2 separate regions of the Mus musculus genome follow, and region 1 is linked to region 2. Evidence: chromatin contacts called from public HiChIP or PLAC-seq data. All regions are on one chromosome and are shown on one strand. The core of a region is the stretch at or near the end of the contact, and the rest is flanking DNA. Distances in the headings are between cores, read along the strand shown. Region 1 holds the start of Trdn (triadin). Region 2 overlaps Nkain2 (Na+/K+ transporting ATPase interacting 2).

What was found. HiChIP or PLAC-seq counts read pairs in DNA pulled down with a chosen protein or histone mark.
Region 1: a contact with region 2 is called in an H3K27ac HiChIP or PLAC-seq map of embryonic stem cells, with 5 read pairs. The contact joins the promoter of Trdn here to the enhancer-like site in region 2. A contact is called at or near these places in 5 of 39 promoter capture datasets (3T3-L1-derived adipocytes, embryonic stem cells, liver and 1 more), 1 of 115 datasets of contacts at active chromatin or transcription factors (embryonic stem cells) and 1 of 9 other capture datasets (liver).

What each region holds. Positions count from the first base shown.
Region 1 is chr10:33,081,038-33,085,004 of GRCm38.p6, reverse strand. Trdn (triadin) reads right to left here and starts at 1,522. Exons shown (of 38, transcript NM_029726.2): 1 at 1,260-1,522. The coding sequence starts at 1,281.
Region 2 is chr10:32,639,031-32,642,986 of GRCm38.p6, reverse strand. All of the region lies in intron 1 of Nkain2 (Na+/K+ transporting ATPase interacting 2), which reads left to right. Among named protein-coding and RNA genes, the nearest start is that of Nkain2, 250 kb to the left of the region's middle. Within about 2 kb of position 2,581, at least 5 of the 459 cell types and tissues checked have an H3K27ac peak or open chromatin away from gene starts, as enhancers often do. A contact at or near this core is called in embryonic stem cells, where this site is marked.

The DNA.
Region 1 (3,967 bases), core at 273-2,772, 440 kb before region 2:
AACTGGCAAACAGTAAATTTTATATCCTCTAATGGAAAAGAGAAAACACAGGCTGGCTTCAAGGAGCTGATACCCAATCTTGACTACAATTTGGTAATGGGAAGTCATGGAATATCTGAGTAACAGGGTTTTTTGTGTGTGAAATAGACATCAAATTGCTACTTAGTGGAATGGTGTGAGGTCTCACAAACGAAATGTGCATAAGTTTCTAAACAAAATACCTAATAAATGGAAATCTCTCAGTAATATTGTTATTAATTTGTGGTGACAGGCTATCTCTGTAACTAATACAAGCAAGGCATTTTTTTTCCTCACAGATATTGCCTAAATCTTCAGGGAAAATTATTTTCTTTACATAGATTTCTACCCACACAAAAGATAAAACAAATAGATTTCTATTTTACAGTCTCGTTAAAAACAAAATGACATTTAACTTGGAAACTGTCAAAAGTACCACCTGCCTTATGTACTTATTGCTGTCAGAGAGAATGTTAAGCGTATCTTCCATAGTTTTACCTCAACTAAAGCCAGACTGTATTATTTTTAAAGAATTACTTCATTAGTAAGACGGGTGTGAGTGTTTGTAGATTTATTATAAGTGTATAAATAGAAAATATGTTAATATAAATATAAAACACACTACTTATAGAGAAACAAGAAATGAGTTTACAAAATAACTAGATTTCTAAGAGTTAAATGCTTTATTTTTAAAAGTTAGACTTCTCTGACTTTCTGAAATTTCTAACTTTGTCTTTGAGCATTTGTCAATGGTAAAATGACTATGATTCTTCAGGGCACTTCTATCTGCGATGCATATAAGCAAGCTGTGCACCCTAGCTGGAAAGAGAAGACATTTAAGAATTCAAATTTTAAATACTATAAAGAAAAGATGCTCCAGATCATATTTCTAAACTGACACATCACACATAATATTCTGATTTTTTTCCATCTCCATCCTCACATGTCTTATAATTTTTGTCTTAAATTTTTTGCCACCATGTCCTCAGCTATTTATAGAGGTGAGGTGATAACGGAGAGGGTAGTGGGGCCTCTAGCATAGCAGAAAATACTTTCCACACGTAAAATTCCCGATAAATCTCCCCTTGCTCCCTCAAACACACAAATCTGGCAACCGCTCAGCTTCCAATTTCATTTTGCAGATCCTGTGTAGACTCACAGAACTAATTAACTAGAAGCCAGCTGAAGCCTATAGCGTCCCTGAGGCTGTTGATTTACATAATGTCCCCAGGCAACAGTACCTTCAGCAGTGATCTCAGTCATGGTGGGTGCAGAAATCAAGCAGGTGAAGAGTTCCAGTCAAGTGGCACTTTGCAGAATAAGGTAGGATTAGAGAACTCTGGTAGAGGGGTATGACAAGGGCTCTTCCTTTTCCTGGATTTTCTGGCTGATTTTTGTTGTCTTGTTGAACTTTGCCTCTTCTCTGCAGAGTTCTCCCCCTGGAAACAACCTAAGCCCTTTCCAAGCAGTACTTGTGGCTCAGCTAAAAGTATCAGCTTCAAACAAAAATAGCCTCATCTGCCTTGGACTCTTCAGCACTTTTTTTTTTTTTTTTGGCACTCTGGAGGAACACACACACACACACACACACACACACCAACTCTCAAGCCCTAAAGATACAGGCAAATATAAGTAAGTAAATAAATAAAAGCAAATAAATAAAAGAGGAAAACAAAGCCAGAGTATCTAGAAAGTGCTGTCTAAGCCCCCGCAGTGTCTCTGATATAATTACAGATTGGGGATTGGTGTCAGAAAACATAAAATAAAGAGTTGAAAGTAATCTTACCCTAGATAGCTCAGATTTATTCTTAGTGCCTCTAATACTCAGAACATTCCTCTCTCCCTTATTTGGCTAGGGGAGGATCATGTAATGTCTACCACAGGCAGAGGGGAGGGCAGTTGTTAGTAATTTTTCTGTGTTGGTTTGTTGTTGTCCCAAATCCTCTAGTCAAGTGCACTTATATAGGGCTACACTCAGAACTGAAATTTGTAACTCCTGGCCATTCTTTTAAGCTAGTCATGTTGTAAAAAATTAATATTTTTAAATATTAGTCAATAAGAAGCATGTAATGTGACAATAAAAATCAATCTCTGAGAAGTATGCCGTCTCAGGGTTTTATTCCAACACCTTATTAAAAACAAAATATCTGAATTCATTTCAGCAGTGAAAGAAAGAGAAGGTGAAATAAAGTTTAGAAATCCACTGTTCACATTTTAGAAATGGATTTCACCATTTCCCTTTCCGAACTTGAAAGAAAGGAAGAAAAAAAAATCCTAGCAGCAGCTAACAATTAGCTAAATTGCCTGATTAGCATTTCACCTTCCCACTTCTAGACAGGTGTTAATGAGAAGAGAAATATTCAGTAGTTGGTGGTTGGAAGGGGAAGGAGAATCAAAGGGCATTGATGATCATAAACTTTAACCAATCTGAGAATTATCAAGGGCTGGCTTTCCTTATCTTTTATTTTCATCTCACATTCAACTTAATAAAAGCTTGCAGTTTTGTCTCTTTGCCTTAACTCACTGCCATTGGCTGACAGAATCTCTTGAATCTGTAGGCAATTCTTAGTTTACAAAGCACAGCTCTATCTTCTGTTTTAAAATGAGGCTCAGAAGAATGATGTGACAGCTATTTGCATAGACAATGACATCCTACATGTCACCAGCTGTCTTCATTGGCTGCCTCAATTTCATGGCACAACAGAAATTGCATAGAAATCAGCTGAATAAACAAGTCAGAACTCTTAGTTCAGACGGGAGGAAAAGATTCCAGGTAGACTCTTAATGTTATACAGAGCCCACAACTAGCAGCTGGGACTGGACTGAGATGATTAACATTGATTACAGTGCTCATACATTACCTGAGAGCTAATGTCCTCTTGCAGGCAGTACTGATTCCAAATTAAAGGAATCACTGCAAATAAAGACCATCCAAAAGGCAAAATGATGCCTTTGGAATACTGGGTTAATCTAGAAGTGTTCCCTGAAAGCAGAGTTCACCTCACTGTGGTTCTCTCCTGTGGTTATTTGATAACAATAGCTCCCAAAGGCTATGTATTTGAATGCTTTGCTCCTAGTTGATGGAACTATTTGGGATGTATTTGAATGTGTGGCCTTGTGGGAGGAGGCATGTCACCATGGACAGGCTCTCAAAAGACCACCTGTTCCCAGATAGCTCTTTTTCCCTCTCTCTTTCTGCCACATGGTGTAATCTCAATAGCTAATTCCTCAGCTACTGATCTCACAAAACACTAATCTACTCACTGTTCCCCACCATGATAGTCATAGACTCTATTCATTCCTTAGAACCATAAGCAAGCCCTCAATTAAAGATTTTTCATATATTGTCTTAATCATGATACCTCCTCAGAACAGTAGAAACATAGCTATGATACCCCAAATAATATGTCCATTTGTTACCAACACAATGCTATAGTTTCTAAAAAGCATAACACTTCATGATCCTTGGCCATAGTTAACTGAAGAAATAATTTTGCTATACAACCTACAAACACTTTCAAGAGCAAAGACCTTAATAAAATTTGAAAAGGGGAAAAAAAACTAGTTTCAAACTCTAATTTAATGTTAGGTAAAAATAAGATGAGGATGCTGTTTTAAGTGATTGATGCTACACTCAGGCTCTCACAATTAATTTCATTCTGTAATGTTAAAATGAAAAGAAAAAAGCAAAACAAAACAAAATCCCTCAAAGTTATTGTAGCTAAACAATGTAGGATAATAGTCTCTTACTTCCATCTGTAAGAAGAACCAATGATTTGATGGGCAATTGAAATTAGAGCATTTCTTATTTTGGAAAGTTATTGGAATTCGTTCAACTTTGAAAGCTGGTTTATGAGGCATGTCTTACATCTGACAAGATGTTTGGATCCAACTTCCTAACACTTCCAAATAAGTAGGTCCCAGCTTTCAGAGAATTCAATGAACATAG
Region 2 (3,956 bases), core at 1,332-3,831:
CTTTGTTCAAGATAGTGTTGAACTTGGTGTTCAGTGCTGTGCATGCCAGATCCTGCATGATTTTCTGTTCACTTCCGCTCTAGTAAGAAGAACTTTGGGGTATAGCCTTAGAATACTGCACTCATGAACCATTCATAGAAGTCTAGATGGGTTCTGAACACTCCAACTCAGGTCTTCAATCATCCTCAGCCATCACCCAAAGACCCATGCCTAAATGTTTTAGTGTATCTTTTTTTTTTTTTTTTTTTTTTGGTCAGGTTTATGTTGAAATATATGCTTCTGACACATTAATTCATTGATTTTGACATCTTTATAGTATTAGTTAAAAATATCAGTGTTAGTAATAGTGTACTTAAAGTAATTGATGATATCTTATCAAATTTCCCTTGATTGATGAGTAGAGTGAATTGATTTGTCTCCTCTGTACTAAAATACGGAGATATTTTGCTTAGCAATGTGTTTCTCAAAAGGATATGTGTACGCGCATGTGGCATTTTTGTTTGTTTGTTTTATATTGAAAAGCTTGATGTAGTGAAGCCAAATAGTTGAGGAAATTGAAGAAAAGCTTTATGAAGAAACTAATCAATATTTTCTCTGGAACTTAGATACAACTTCTACACGTGGCATGCCAGATGGACTAAGGGAAGAAAAGAACTGAGATGACAGTTTTTGCTTGACATTTGAGATGCTGTAGAGTGAGCAACAGAATCTTAACAACTATGAAGCATCTACAACATACTTCATATTATGCAGTGTAAAACAGGGAAACAGCAATACCTTGTTTGAAAAAGGAAGAATGGTTTATTTCTCAATGAACTCAAGGTGTCCTGAACTTAACATTTTCATGACAAAATAAACAAGATTTTAAATGTTCAGATATATACATGAGAAAATAGATTCTCATTTTTTGAAATTTAGCTTTGTCATTTTTGTTTTCATCTCTACACTGTATTTTTCTCACTTGGGAAGGTCAAATATTAACATGTACATTGCATCAAACTTGTTATGTCTCCTGTTAGAAAGCTTACTGGATGTAGTTTATACACCAAGGTCTCTTGGGTTTTACAATTATTGAATGGCTTCAAAAAAAGGTGCTATAAAAATTAACATATCTGGACAGTAAATTATAGGTCAGCATATCTGCTAAACACTGGTAAGTCAGTACTATATAGGTCTTCACATACTGTAGTATACATGTTTAAAATAAAATTAAGTAGAGGAAAATAAGCAAAATTAATACCTGATAAATTATCTGAGATATACATATATAAGTATAAATTGATATGCTGTATATTTAGTCTCATTTACTATTTTGAACCTAAAGTACCAATTTTAAGGAAGGCATGTTTTAGATCATAATGTACTTTTTAAAGGATATACATTCCCTTTAGACAACAGTCAAATAAATGGAGAAAAGAAGGAAATTCAAATTTCAACTCAGTTATTTCTACAGAATACATAGTTTTAATTGCATTGTTCAAGTAATCTTAAATTATAACCTACTTCTAGGCTAGAGTGTTTCATAGCTTTTTATGTAGAAGATCTAAAATAGGGGGAAGTAACTTTTAGTTTTATACCAAGGTCCTTTGTTGGTATAGTTCCTTTGTCCAAGTCATTAGCACCCTTTTACTCCTCCCCTCTTCTCTCTATAGCTGAAATGAAGAGTTTGACATAATTACTACTTCTTGATACAGTTAATACATCCAGTAAGTGTTGATAATCTGAGATATGCAAGAAGAAACTTAGGTATGTCTTAGGATAAAGTATTGTCACAGTAAATATCCCTCGAACTCTAGAAAAATTCTGACATTACATCACATATGCAGGTGTGTATATAAAAAAACACAAACAAACAAAACCCAGTTACATAAGTAAGATCAGCCCCTTCCCATTCCCAGGCCATCCAAACTTCTTGGCCTAAAAGAATGTAGCTGTCTCTTGTGAGACTATGCCAGGGCCTAGCAAACACAGAAGTGGTTGCTCATGGTCAGCTATTGGATGGATCACAGGGCTCCCAATGGAGGAGCTAGAGAAAGTACCCAAGGAGCTAAAGGGATCTGCAACCCTATAGGTGGAACAACAATATGAACTAACCAGTACCCCGGATCTCTTGACTCTAGCTGCATATGTATCAAAAGATGGCCTAGTTGGCCATCAATGGAAAGAGAGGCCCATTGGACACGTAAACTTTATATGCCCCAGTACAGGGGAATGCCAGGGCCAAAAAGGGGGAGTGGGAAGGTGGGGGGAGCAGGAGGGTATGGGGGACTTTTGGGATAGCATTGGAAATGTAAATGAGGAAAATACCTAATAAAAAATATAAAAAAAAAGAAAAGAAAGAAAAGAATACATTTTAACCTGGTAATTTTCCTCTTTAAAAGACAGATACTTAAAATAGAACATTTAGAGGCAGGATTTTCCCCTGAAATTTACATCTGACTGGTCTTGTACTGTTCTGTTATTATTTAAAATGCAGAAGTTTACAGATCAATAGTACCGCATTGCTTTATTTCAGGATGTGGGTTTTGGCTCTTGCAGGATTTTTACATATGATAATTTACCTGTGACTTTCCTCTTTAGGAAAAGAAATCAGTGAAGTAGCATTGGTTAGCAGCCCCGGGCCCACAGGCTCACAGTGATGCAAAGTACTTTACTTATTGTTGGCTTTCCTGCCTGTCTTATAAAATGCTGAGTCAAAGAAAAGCGAGCAGGTATCTCTGTGTTAGTAATGGTACAAAGAATGCAAAGGCAAATGATGCACACAAAAAATATATATAATATAAAATAAAATTATCAAAATAAAAGATAAAATAAAAGTATCAAAAATTACTGAAACAATTAGACACAAGAATACAGGAAAACCTTGTTATCTGGTTCTATTAATTGAGAAGAATTTTTTTTTTTTTACATTCATGGAGACAAGGTTGCTTTATTTTTATGAAAAACAAGTTCAAAAACACTTCAAAGGAATCAAAGGTATCTAAACTAAACATTTTATGCAGCAACTGTGTGCAGTCTAGCAGTGATATACATACTCCTGCATCCCATAGAACTCTCACCTTTATTCATGAGAAAGGCTTATTAAGGAGATATTACATATATATGCTTCTTTGCTAGCTAAGTAGTAGAAATTAAGATTTTCATGTAATACATATATTGCAGAACATGCAACTCAACTCTGTAAAATAGTCTGTATCCTTTATGTAGAGTTAAATGTGCTTCACTGAAGCCTTAAACTATCTTGAATGATTATTAAAATATAAATACCTATTATCTGTATTTCTATAATTTTGCTCACCTCTTATCAGTTACCATATTTAGGGACTTTAAAAAAAAAACTAAACGAATATTTAAGTAGTTTAGTAGATTGCTTTAAGTGACTGCTTAGAGCTCTTGGACTTCAACTGTATCTCACCATTATAAAAATGTGCTCTTTTAAGAAGTATCCAAATCAGAAAATTCTAAGAATTGGTTAACAAAGGTTAAAACATAACTGGAGCATGGAAAGGGAGGAACTGATGAGCAGATTGCTGATAAGTAACCTCTGTGCTCACTAAGAGAACAACATCTGACCAAAGGAAAGAAAGGCCTTTGAATTATTAACAGACTATTCTGAGACATTGTTGGCAATTCAGTGGGGTCATGAAGGCTGGCAGGTTGTCATAGTAACAGAGATGATGAGACCAAATGTATAGCCCTCCTACAAAAATGAGTCTAACTGCTGCTTTTCATATTCTAATGGCTGGTCCAGAATTTCTAATAGTAACATTATTGGAGTGGAACATATTTTCTAGTTTAATTACATATACTTCTCTGTAGGCAGAGCCGTTATAAATGTATTTTCTAAATGTATTCTAGAGTATGCTTCTGTAGGAAAGCCTTCCCACAACTGAGGTTTTAAATTTGTATTTGAGAACTCATGGAATGTGTTATTTATTCATATTTCACAATGGTAT